Regions from separate parts of the Triticum aestivum genome. Here region 1 is linked to region 2. A link is a contact called in public Hi-C data. All regions are on one chromosome and are shown on one strand. Each heading gives the region's core, a stretch centred on a gene start, on an enhancer-like site or on the middle of the called end of the contact. The rest is flanking DNA. Distances are from core to core; before and after follow the strand shown.

Region 1 (6,540 bases), core at 58-2,557, 200 kb before region 2:
GCCAAAACTCACCATGTCAGGAGAGGACGAAGTGTCTTTCTCCAATAGCTCCCACAATTCTCTAGCTTCATCGACCATGCCACCATCAAAGAGCCCCTTCAACATTATATTATACGTTATCACATTACGGATGCCAGAAACACTGGTAGAGTCCCAGAATTTCCAAGCCTCTCCTACTCTCCCAGCTTGGCAGAACCCCTTGATGAGTGAATTATATATGGCAACATCAGGAACAAGCCCAGTCTTGATCATCTCTGAATATACCCTTGCTGCACCATCCACATCCCGTGACCGGCACAAACCGTGAATCAGAATCCCATAGGTAATCATGCCGACTTGGTGATTATTTGCAATCATCCTCTCCCATACCCCACCCGCCTCCTTAAACCTCCCAAGTTTACACAAGCCATCAAGCATCGCATTGTAAGTGGAGAGGTTGGGTCTTGCACCAGGATCTCTCACCAGCTGCTCCCACACCCGCATAGCTTTCTCAAATTCACCATTCCTGAAACACCCTCGGAGCACTGCATTGTAACAAACAGCGTCAGGCTGCACTTCATAGGTCGGCATTTCGTCGAGCAGGTAAAGTGCCATGTCCAAGCGGCTGTGTTTGACAAGCCCAGACATGAGAGTGGAGTAGGTGACGCGGTCCGGAGCAACTACGCAGCGGCGAAGGGAATCGAAGAGCATCAGAGCTCGATCGAGGTCCCCACGTCCGCAGAGGGAGCGGAGGATGATGTTGTAAGTCCGGAGGTTGGGGGCAATGCGGCGCCCGAAGGCGCCATGGGAAAGGGACGCGAAGAAGGCGTCGGCGTCAGAGAAGCGACGGGCCCGCACGAGAGCGTCGAGGAGGGCGTTATGGGAGCGGACGCCCAGGTTGCAGCCGAGGAAGGCAGGGAGGCGGCGGAAGGCGGCGAGCGCGGCGTCGGGCATGAGCGCGCGGGAGAAGGCGGAGAGGACGACGAGCGCGGCGGGCTCGGAGAAGCGCGGGCGGTGGCGGAGGCTCGGGAGGAGGCCGAGGAGGCGCGGAAGGCGGGCCGGGGCGGAGGTGGCGAGGCGGCGCAGCAGGTGGAAGAGGAGCGGCTGGGGCGGGGTGTAGGCCGGCCAGGTGGCGACGAGGAGCTCCAGGTGGGCGAGCGCGGAGGCGGGGTCGGGCTCGGACTTGATCAGCTCGAGGAGGCGGTGGATGGGCGGCGTCTCGCCGCCGGGCTGCGCCGACTGCGGCATCGGGTTGAGCGGACCGTGGCCGCGCGCGGCGGCTGCACGCACGGGCGCGCCAGGCGTCTGGTGGTGTTGCGGTTTGGCTTGTGAGGTGACGGCGGGGGCTAGGTTTTTGGGTTGGCTCATTCATGATCGCACCCTGGCCCTGCGGCCTTGCCAGATGGGCCGGCCCGGCACGGCACGGCCCGGCCTGGATTAAACGGGCCAGGCACGGCACGGCCCGGCCAGGCACGCTAACTACTTGGGCCGTGCCGGGCCGGCACGCGTGCTGCCCTCTCAGGCACTGGCACAGCCCATGGCTACACGTGCTGGCCCGTAGGCACGTCTGGCACGAGATGGCTCGATTTTTTTTTTAAAGCCGCGTCTGGCCGTGCGCAGGCGCGCAGCGCCGCAGCCAGAACGTGCTCACGAGGCACATCGATGCAGCAGGGCTGCATGCATGCATGCCTCGCTGTGACACACCACTACACCAGCATGATTTTTTAATTTAAAAGTAGCACGTAACAGCATAGCAGTAGGCAGTACTAGTATACTTGCACACTTAAGAGTTTTTTTTTTAGGGGGACTTGCACACTTAAGTAGCATGCTCCGCTCGCTGTGACACTGTGCGTGCCGTGCCGGGCTGGCACGCGTGCTAGGCATAGCAGCCCAGGCACGGCCCTAGCCGGGCCACGTGCCAGGCCCGGCCCGCGTAGCCTCGTGTCGTGCCAGCCCATGACGTGCCCGGCACGCGGGCTATCGTGCCGGCACGATTAATAGGCCCGTTTGGCCAGGTTTGGGCCTGCCAGTGCCAAAGAATAGGGGGGGGGCGGACGAGAGGAAAGTTCTGAAACGACTGGGCCGAGTAAATTACATCTATAGTATCTCAATTTGATCCTAGGGTTCAATTTGGTCACTGTATTCAGGAAAGGTCAAAATACGGTCACCGAGATTGCCAGGAAGTGTCACTCTACGGTCACCAGAACCATATTCGATGTATTTCGCTGATGTGGCAAACACACATATCTCTCTCTACTACCACTCTTCCCTGAAATTTTGTCGAACACCTTAGCCACATCCACCGGTGCACCGCACGCCGAGCTCGCACCGCTACCGCAGCTCTCCAGCGTCGCGTTCTAGAGCTCCCGAAGCATCCCGTGGCCTATGAACGATGCTGCGTTGGTTTGCTAAACCATCACAGACGGAATACCCAACTCCGGCCCCACGCCCAACTTGAAGCTCATCAGCGTCGTTGGCCAACCACTGGCACCATGTTTGCAAGTGCACTAGGTGCGTGTGTGGCCGATCGACACCATGTTTGCGATTTTCGGTAAAATAGCCTTCCACCCTGCTATGCTCAGCCTCCGTCGCCTGCCTGACAGAGGCTGTCAACCTGCTCTTTCCCCATCTCTCGTCCAGCCACGCCCCAACACCTTGCAGACATACTCGCGGTTGGTGTACTGATCGGCACGTCGGATGCCAGGTTGGGCGGCGTCTTCGTTGAAGAGGGATCCCAGGGCGCGTTGGTGTACATGCACGGGTGCTCCACGGATTTGCCGAGGCTATAGCCTAACCGTCGTGTACCTCGCATTTCGCCGTGCACGGCGGCATCGCTCTGTATTCTGAACACCACAAATGAGTTTCGCAACGCTGGAGGGGACGTAGATTGCGGCGACGGCCGGGGCACGGCATGGCCTCCGTGAAAGCTCGCCGCTTGCAGGAGGTTCAGGGATCGGAGAAGTGCTCTCCATCGCGCACTAGGCAGATGAGGTACACGCCAGGGGAATCGGGCGTCCGAGCTTTCCAGGAGGCGGCGGCGCGCAAGTTGCTAAGGTGCGAGCCGACCTCGTAGTCATCTCGGAGCATGTCAAAAAGATGAGCTCGTCCGGGTGCATCGCACAACCATACTGCTCGACGAAGAGCGGGGCGTCGCACGAGAGGAGCTCGAGCTGGGCGGTCTTCCACCTTGACGTGGACGGCACGATGTGATGTGAAGAAATGCGGTGGAGAAGTAGAGGCTGTTGACAGAAGAGAGCTGAGCAGTCAAGTGGTACATCACCGCGGGCTCCATCATCCATGGCTGGTCGGCATATACGCGCCAGCCGGTGCTCAGGTTCATTCATCGAGTGCGGAGAGGGATGATAAGGATGAGCATGCCACGTGAGCAAGTCAACGGTTAGGACCAGTCAACATATACCACATCAGCGAAATACGTCGGATACAGTAGAGTGACACATTTACGCAATCTCAGTGACCGTATTCTGACACTTCGTGAATACAGTTACCAAAGTGAACCCTAGGACCAAGTTGAGGTACTATTGATGTAATTTACTTCTCCATTTGAATTGAATGGGCATTCTAACTAATATAATCTTGCCGCAAGGCCGGCCGTTCCGTTGGCGGAAATGGTGCAGAACATGGCCCAGCCATTGGCGCAGGAAAAACAGCCATTGGCGGAAACGGCCGTTCCGTTAATCGCACCGGGTTATTGGACGTGTCCTGTATTTTTTGTTCGTTCTCTACCATCCCGTGCATAAAAAATTCGGGAGTTGCTGTTCGATGCTCGTGTCACACGCCGCGGCTACGAGGCTGGACGCCCGAACAACTCGAGCTTTCTTTACTTTGTTCCGATCTCCATCAATTTGCCATGTCCTGCCTTGTGCGGCACGTGCTATTGCGTAATAGTGCTCCCTGTCACCTTCGAACGCTTTGCTGCTGGTGCTGCCGATGCGGACGGCCCGGCCACCTTCGACGGTCGCGTTTGCGGAGGGCAGCGTACGCAGCCAGCGAGCAGGAATAGATTCGAACCGGCCGGGCAGCACCATCTGCACGAATAAATACGTTCATTTCCTCTCTTCTTTTCACGTGCGTTGCGCGAGCATATTTCTTCATTTTATTGATTTTTTTATTATTCATTCCAGCTTTGGTTTTCTGAAAGAGAACTGAGCAGAGTCCGCCAGCAGCAACCACATATGTAAATTATCGTGTGCGTGGTATGCACCTGCAATCTTATAGACACAAGGACGTATATTTTCCTGCCGAAATATAACAATCAAGGATGCATATTTCTTCCCCTAAAAAAGACGCACATTTCCTTTTCGCAAAAAAATAGATGCATATTTCTCACATACTGTCAGGATGTACCAACTGCCTCCGAACCTTCTAACCGTTTCCGCGAACACGCTAGATGAATATCTTTGCATTGATAGGTAGAAAGATTACTATCGTTTCCGTGATCAAACATAGCTTTCAAGCAGGCAAAATGATAAGACTCTCCGAACGTTTTAATCGCATAGTTCCGCGCTACAAATTGATTCGATTCTGTAGAGGAAACTGATGTTGTGCGGCGAAAAAGTGGACTGCTCTGTTGGAGGATGGTTAATGTTATAGCCAACAATCAGTTATGTGGAGCCCGTAAAGAAAGGGTTATATGTAGTTGTCGCATCGCCTATAGTCAACATGTATAGTAGCTAGTCACTAAAAAATAATTTAAACTAAAATCATGACAAGAGTTATGAAATGGAAGGAGTACTACTTTATTAATACTATAGTTGTATGCCCATGCGCTGCCACGAAAAAAAGAGCAACACTGCTATCGAAAAATAATATTATTTTTTGACACATAACAAAAAAGGGTAATTTCGGAGAAGATTATCACATAATGTGACAACTGAAATGAACAATACAATGAAACAAATGCAATCATATCCGAATATCATAGCCCACAAGCTGGTGCCTGTCTCTGGCCTCTTTACACATCGTGCCATCCTTTCAGCCGACATCTCATGGCGTTACGGGAGGCAAGGTGCATAGCGCTAGGACTTATAGATCGTCCAAGAAGGCTTGTTTTCGGGCGATGTTGCGCACGTTCTTTGGAATGGGAGCTCGACCTTCCCATATGGGGCGGCAGGCCCTCCGGCGACAGCGAAGGAGGGACCCTAGGACGGCAACTAGGGTCTCCACGTGTCACCTTACACGAGGACGGGGCTCACACCTGATCTGAGACAGTTGAACCACCTCGAGAACCAAAATAAGTCCTAACAATTTTTTGTATAGAGCATTATTAGTACTTTCTTTGTCATGTGTAACCTACTCCCTCTGTTTCATAATGTAAGACGTTTTTTAGCACTAGTGTAGTCACTGTAATGTCAAAAACGTCTTAGATTATGGGACAGAGGGAATAAAACCGTTTTCTTCTGAAGGACTAACCAAAATCGCTAGAAACAGGGGTGGTGATCGATTTTGAGTTACACATCAATTGTAGCCAGATTATTAAGGATGATCTACAGCTCTTCTTCTCGCAGTTGTACCATCACCAGGTAGACCTTGCTAGGATCAACATGGCTTACAATTCCCTCCTACCCAAGAAGGAAACCTCACTTGAACTACGAGACTTTAGGCCCATCTCTATTGTACACAGTGTGCCTAAGCTTGCTAGCTAGTAAGGTACTTGCCAGAAGGCTTCAACATCAGATACCTGAGCTAATTCATTCACTCCAGTCTGGTTTCGCCAAGGGTAGACCCATCGTTGAAAACTTTGCTATGGCTGCAGACATGGTGCAAACTGCTCACAAGCGAAAGTTGCCTATGGTATTTCTCAACTTAGACTTCCAAAAGGCCTTTGACACAATTAGCTGGTTTGCTCTATTTAGTATTATGGAGGCTCGAGGTTTCCCTCAACGATGGATCACCTGGATTCATAAAATTCTAACCACTGCAGGCTCCAGAGTAATGGTCAACAAGGAGCTTGGTGGGCCCATCCTTGCCAAGAGAGGGTTGCGTTAGGAGGACTCCATATCTCTGTACCTTTTTTGGCAGCAGATGTTCTATAAAGGCTTTGCTGCTCACATTTGAATATGGTAATTTGGTTCACCCACTGGGCTTTGATCGGATGTTTCCAGTCCTGCAGTATGCGGACGACACTTTAATCCTTTTCCAGGGAAACATCCAGCAAGCTACAATCATCAAGCAGATCCTAGTGGCCTTCTCATCTTTTTCGGGCTTAAAGAATAATTACCACAAAAGCACGATGATTCCCGTCTGCACTGACATGGACAGTACGAATGAGATTGCTGCTTTGTTTGGATGCCCAACATCATCTTTTCCATGCACATACCTTGGCCTTCCACTCTCTCTCCAAAAAATTAAGCATGGTATGCTTCTGCCAGTTATCATAGGGTAGACAAAAGATTATCTGGTTGGCTTGCTGCTTTTCTGTCTTGGGGTGGTCGCCTTACTTTGATCAATTCAGTGCTTGCCAGCATCACCGGTTATTACATGACTTTTTTCCATGGCCCAAGGAATCTACTCCAAAACTCGAAGGTTTGCTCCGTGCATTCT
Region 2 (6,450 bases), core at 85-2,584:
GGTCGGCCGAATTTCCTTAATTACGCATTACAAATGTGTTGGTTATGGCTTCAAAAAACCGGGCAATTAAGGGCATGGTCTGGTTTCGCTGAGATCTCTCACAAGGCCACACAATTATTTCTTGCAGCAACAAAGTGTTCGGTTGGAAGGGGTGATTGAGTAAGCTTTTAGCATGATAGGTGGATTGAAGGATAGCGAGATATTGCTCCCAGTTTATACCCATTCATTAAGGCCAGAGGAGGAAAGAAAAGATCGGTGTCGGAAACTTTGGAGGAGAAACAGTGGATTGCCGATATTCACGAAACATTGTCGATGCATGCGATCATTGAATTCATGGACCTTTGGGGGCTTGTTCAGCAATGGCACCTCCGAGCAATGATGAGGATTGCTTTACTTGGAGATTGACTGCAAATGACATCTATTGGGCAAGTTCGGGCTATGAGGCATACTTTCTCGGCATCTATTGGGCAAGTTCGGGCTATGAGGAAAAATCGGGCACCACTAAAGTAAATGTATTTCACATGGCTGGTCATGCGTGATAGTTGTTGTATTGTGGCCGTCTTGCGAAGAGGGGAATACAACATCCCGCTTGTTGTTTGTTTTGTGATTAGGCACTCGGAAAAATCGATAATATTATGGTGCAGTGCCCTTTTGCGAGTGACGTTTGGTTTATCTTCCCGCGCAATTTTGGGATTCAACGACTAACACTGAGCTTGCAAGACACGGTGAGAGTTTGGTGGTGTTCGATGGACATCATAAGTCTAGGGTAAATTCCAGCAAAATGGCGACGATCATGATAGTGGACCTTGGTAAGTTATGACTGGAAAGAAATGCTCATGTATTTCATCGGAAGGCATCAACGGTTCAGAGGGTGGTTACTACGACAACAGACGAGCTAGGGCTATGGAAGAAAGCTCGACGTAGAAAGGCGGGTAATAGGAAGGAGTAGGCATCATCTATAGTGGTGGCGGTGTGAAATTATAGGTCTTATGTTGGGGCCACAAGAGCTTGTGATGGATGCGCGCATACAATGGAGGGAGAGTCTCGAGAAGATACACACCCTCCATATTAAGGTGCACAATATTTTAGAAGTTGAAATGCTCTTACGTTCGATCAAGCTTTTGACAAAACTATCAACATCTCGAATGCTTAACCAGTAAGTATCATACAGTAGATTGAAAAAATTATCTCTAATCGTCTCGCATTGGACGGTCCAGATGATGCAGTTATCACTTGCTACCACGATCGCGCTTGGGGGGGGGGGGGGGGGCAAAAAATTTCACCGGGCCCGCTGGCCTCCACGAACCGCAACACCGCTCTACCCCCTGGAGACCCTAACCTAGAACATTCCATAATTCCATCCCAATTCTTTCAAATTTTACACACATCTAACAAGATACCCCAAATCTTCCAATTCTCCTCCCTCCCTCCCTCCCTCCCAGGCGCAGGCAGCGGGCGCGCGGCGAACCTGCCCCCAGCCAGCCGCGTCGCCGCCACTGCGACTGGCGGCGGCGCCCGCGCTCCGATGGTCGGGATGTACCAGAAGCAGCTCCTCGACGCCCCCTTCGCCCTAAACGGCCACTGCGCTGACCAGCCACGCCACGCGCCGGCCGCCGCCGCCGCCGCTTCCCCCTCGCCGTATCCGCTCAACTCCTCCTCGGGCGCTGCCCCCTCGCCGCACGCGCAGGCGGATGGCGCCGGCGAGCCGCGTCGGCTGTTCCACGCGCTCGTCGGTGGGATCCTGCAGCGCGGGGCCGGAGGCGGCAACGGCGCGGCTGGGGATCTGGAGGCGCTGGTGTCGTGGGCGCGGGAGGTCGCCGTGGATCCCTGCGCGAAGCGGCCGGCGGACAGGCCGAGGAAGCGGCAGGTGCTGGCCTTGCGGCGCGCGCGCTACCTCAAGATGGAGGACGTGGCGGACCAAGCAGAGCTCCCCAGCTTCTCCAAGGTGAGGACGAATTCGCAAACCCCTATGGTCGTGAGTCGCGATCTGTTGCTAATTTGTCGAGGTAGCCGTGGATTGGGCGGGTGGACTGTTGCTGACCATGTTCCGTTTGTGCTCTCCGGCTGCTTCGCATGGATGGGGGCATTTCTGCATCTAGGATTTTGTCACTACATGTCATTCCGCTCCGTGACCTATTGCCCGTATCGCTAGGCTTGTTTTCCTAGGAGTGCATTTGTAAATGGAGTGCCAGGTTATGGAATCGGCGAATGGCAGTTGACTGGTGTCCCGTTTCAAGCAAACAGAATCTCAGCAACCATGTACTAAATGGAGTCCCAGGGCATGGAATGGCAATTGACGGGTGTCCTGTTTCATGCAAAGAGAATCTCAGGCACCGCAGAACCTTTCCCAAACAATGGAAGATCCTGATTGGGGAAGTCTTGCTTCTATCTCAGCTGGTGACTCAGGCTGCGGTTGGCCTTGCACGGTCAATTATGATACTCCTAATTCCGTTTGTCAAACCGGATTTTTTTTTCCTTCTACCGTTTTGCTAGCCAAACTTTTCCTCCTTCGGCGGCCTATGTAGATTTGTTCACAACAGATTATAAGCGCTCCACTATTCAGCAACTGAAAACTGAGCTTTGTAACTCATAAGTCAGGGAAGCTTGTAAGAACCGCCTATCGTGGAATTGAGGCACGGCGAGCATGGCAGTCACACAAAAACTTGTTGCCCTCATTGATGATGGTTCCATTAGATAATAATGTAGTAGGTCGATTATTCATCTCATATTGTTTTACATGCTGTCGGCACTTTTGTCGTGTTCGTGTTACATCTTACATCCCATGACCATTAATCTCATTAATAAATGAGGCCTCCTTACAAAGAGAACGTGAGAATTGAGAGAATAGCTCGATCAACCTGGAGTAAGAGAAGGGCATGGTTTGTAATATTAGGCTATTCCCATGGTTTTCGAGTCTCATGACTAGTCGTCGACTAGTCGATGAGTCGCAAAAAAATATCGAATCAACTTAGTGTCTACTCGAGTCGTGAGTCGTGACTAGTCGCAATTGCAGGCTCGACATTTTCCGAGTAGACTCGGATGAGTCGCTACTCGAAAACCATGGCTTTTCCTTAGGTCTTGCACCTGTGGCTAAACAACCTATATTTGTGAAGTAAACATCCAGAACATTAAGTTTCATGCCTCGAGTCCCATTCACTAAATTTATATAATTTCAACTTCTTTTAGTCATAGTTAATGCATTGACTTGTTAGCCCATCAAAACTATCTATGTTTGTTAGGATAGAAACTAAGCTTGAAAATTTTACCATGAAGAGTTCCTAGTGAGAATGTCAATGACACGTGAGGCTTTATAATAAGTGATGCATATCGGGGAATTGCCGACATGCTTTTATTCAGTTGAGAGTATAGGCCTTAGGTGTTAGATTAAGGGACTGAAGGGAAGTTGCTGAAATGGGTATCAATAGACATACATGTTCACAAATGGCATTTATCCATAACTAACAAAAAGAAACTCGACCAACCAAGACTAGCCCTTGGTGGCATTTTTTAAGAAGGCGAGCACCAACAGAACGGAGGGTTGAGCTTCGAACACGGGTCATCGGGCTGCGAGCATTTCAGTCTGCTCTAGCTAGCCAACTGGTCGATGTGACTAGTGTGCACTGTTTTCTTTAATAATGATACCAAATTAATTATTTAAACGAAGGCTCCTTTCTTTTATGGAAGTGAAAATTATATATCTAGAATCTAGACTAATGTGCATTATTTTCTCCTGTATTCACTATATTTTACCTGACATTTAAACCTATCCTGGATTATCATATTGGAAACCTGAACTTGTGATTTATGTCATATTGAGTGGTCATGCCTTTGTCGATGTAAAAATAGTGAAAGCCTTTCAAAGTGTATTTTGGCCGAAACATTTATTAGTCTGTGCAACTTTGGCATAAAGCTGACAGCAGTACATAGTTTCCGTGTGACAGGCTTCTAAATCTAGGCTGATACGAGCACTCGGCCGATATATCGTTATTGGTAGTCTACCGATACAGATATAACATATCATTTCATAAATATCGTTTTTACGCAGATCAGACATATAGACTGGTATATTGACCGATATGGCTGATACTAGACCCGTTATGTCCACCGACATAGACCAATGTGGATGACGAGGGTTCTTTCTAGAAATATAGGTGAATATGAAATTAGGTATTTATAGCTGCATCAAATTATAAAATTCACACATAATGTTTTGTAAATATGCATATATGACGTAATTTTTATGTTAGAATAAGATTTTTGAGAGTATTTATTGATATATTTCTGAATTTACTAGTTAGTAAACTTGGAATCATATAGTTGTAACACAAGCACTGACATCATTCTTTTTTTATTATTAAAAGAGGCGTGTCTAAACAAGAATGACAAAAAAACAGATATGTTTCCTCCTATATAACTACATACCGTCTGGTATATCACCGATATCTGACATCCAATTTACGGAAACCGAACCGATATAAACCCGGTAGCCGATATTTTGAAACTTGCTGTGAAATAGAGGACCTGGGGAAGTGCTGACTGTATAATTATTTAATGTTTGGCGAAGTGGCGATGATAGTCATGATTTCCTGCACGGCCGCACGATGTGCATCCTACATGTTACTGGGAAGAACAACCTACAAGGCATAGCTGGCATCAAAGAATGGTAGGTAATAGGCACATAGTGTCGGATCCAAAATGTTTTCCCTCAAAAAAAAAAGATCCAAAATGTTTAAAATTAGAGAACCATGGTGATGTTGACTCTCTAGAGAGAGAGAATCATCTGCAACTTGTGTTCCATTTTCCTTAATAAGAAAAGTTTTTTGAAGCGTATGATTAATACTTTTATAAAATGGAGGTACAGTGCAACGTTCAGTTATTTGTTCCTGTATCAAGTCCGGAATGCGCAAACAATAGGCATGTAGCATTAACCCAGTGGTGTTTTGTTGTATGTATTTTGAAACAATTCACTGGATTTTGTTCGTAGTCAAAACTCCAATTGAAAGAATGTGGATACACCTGAGCCATGATTACCCTATTTTTATATATCTGGGAAAAGGATTGTGCCTTGTGAAACCTGTGTTGTGGTCTCCTCATCTGAACAAAAACCGAGGGCTGGATGTTTCTATCTGCTTGGCAAATTTGTATCTACGATACTCAAAGTGTAGCGCCCCTGCTGTTAGTCCCACATGGCCGGTTTAACATGAGTTACACTTGCAGAAAAGCCTTCTGGGTGCAAGACGTAGCATTTCTGGGCTGACCCTTTTGCCTGAAGTGAGGACAAAAGTTGTCTGCCCTGTCGTGGGCTGGGCTGTTATCTATTTGGGCTGTAGGGTGTTGCACAAAGCCTCTTGAGTGTTTAGTTTGTAGAATTTCCTCCCCCTGTCTGACAATTTGTCAAAGTTTGATTGCTTACTTTTATTGTCAGTTTCCTCACTATATTTCTCTTATTCTGCTTTCCATTTTGTTTGTGCTTTCTGAAACAATTTTCCCTTTCTTACTCTTTTGGACATTGTTGCATTTTTCATCTTTCAGAAAAGGAAGTACAGAACTAAGAACCAGTCAGAAAGACCAAGGAAAGGGCCAACCCCAACAAGGAAATCCGAGAGGCTAGCTAGGAGAATGGTACTCATGACATCAGTGCTTCTCACGCAAAGGAAGAAGATTGGAGTAGGTGAGCAGTTTCAGGCTGAGATACCTGACTGGACTGGGCCACCTTCAGACGCAGAGCTTTCTTGGTACAGGAATGACCCGAACACCTCAAAGATGCTAGGAAGCAGAACTTGGCCACCTGAAGGTTATGTCGTACAGACAAATATTGTGGTAGCTGGACAGGGAAGGCCTGAATCATGTAATTGCCCATATCCAGGAAACTTCTATTGCAGATTACATCACATCAACACCGCCAGGGATCGGCTAAGGTCTGAAATTGGTCAAGTTTTCAAGGAATGGAAATTTGATTTGATGGGTGAGCAGGTTTCTGAGATGTGGAGCATTGAGGAGCAACTAAAGTTTGCTGCACTTGAGCAGTTGGTTCCTGTGTTTGAAAATAAGAGTTTTTGGGCGGTAGCGGCAAAACATTTTGCCTCGAAGACCAGGGTGGACTTGGTGCAGTACTACCTCAATGTTTTCCTCATGAGAAGAGTTTCAAACCAGTGCAGGCTGAGTCTGTTGGAGATTGATAGTGATGAGGATGAAGCAGAGGAAGAGGAGGATGAAGATCAATCTGATGGCTCCAATTCGTCCCAGAGGTATGGCTCTACACATGACCCCATATGTTTGCGTAAGCAGATGTAGTGCATATATGGAAATCCATCCCGCTGTTTCTTTTATGCACTGATGTTAGCTGCAAGAGTATAGACTAAACAGCTCCCGCGAACGTCAAACACTAGCTGGTAAGAATGATATTCATTTTTGCTAACATTTACGTTATTTCAGGCCCCAGGATGTCCA

Evidence for each region. Hi-C and Micro-C count contacts between places; a contact is called where the count stands out from the background.
Region 1: a Hi-C map of leaf shows a contact between it and region 2, with 4 times the contacts expected there. The contact joins the promoter of LOC123079781 here to the promoter of LOC123079779 in region 2. A contact is called at or near these places in 2 of 5 Hi-C or Micro-C datasets (both in leaf).

Annotation. Positions count from the first base shown.
Region 1 is chr3D:474,574,737-474,581,276 of IWGSC CS RefSeq v2.1, reverse strand. It overlaps LOC123079781 (pentatricopeptide repeat-containing protein At3g09060), which reads right to left and starts at 1,307. Exons shown (of 4, transcript XM_044502594.1): 1 at 1-1,307. The coding sequence starts at 1,227.
Region 2 is chr3D:474,374,752-474,381,201 of IWGSC CS RefSeq v2.1, reverse strand. LOC123079779 reads left to right here and starts at 1,334. Exons shown (of 3, transcript XM_044502583.1): 1 at 1,334-1,945; 2 at 5,533-6,248; 3 at 6,436-6,450. The coding sequence starts at 1,526.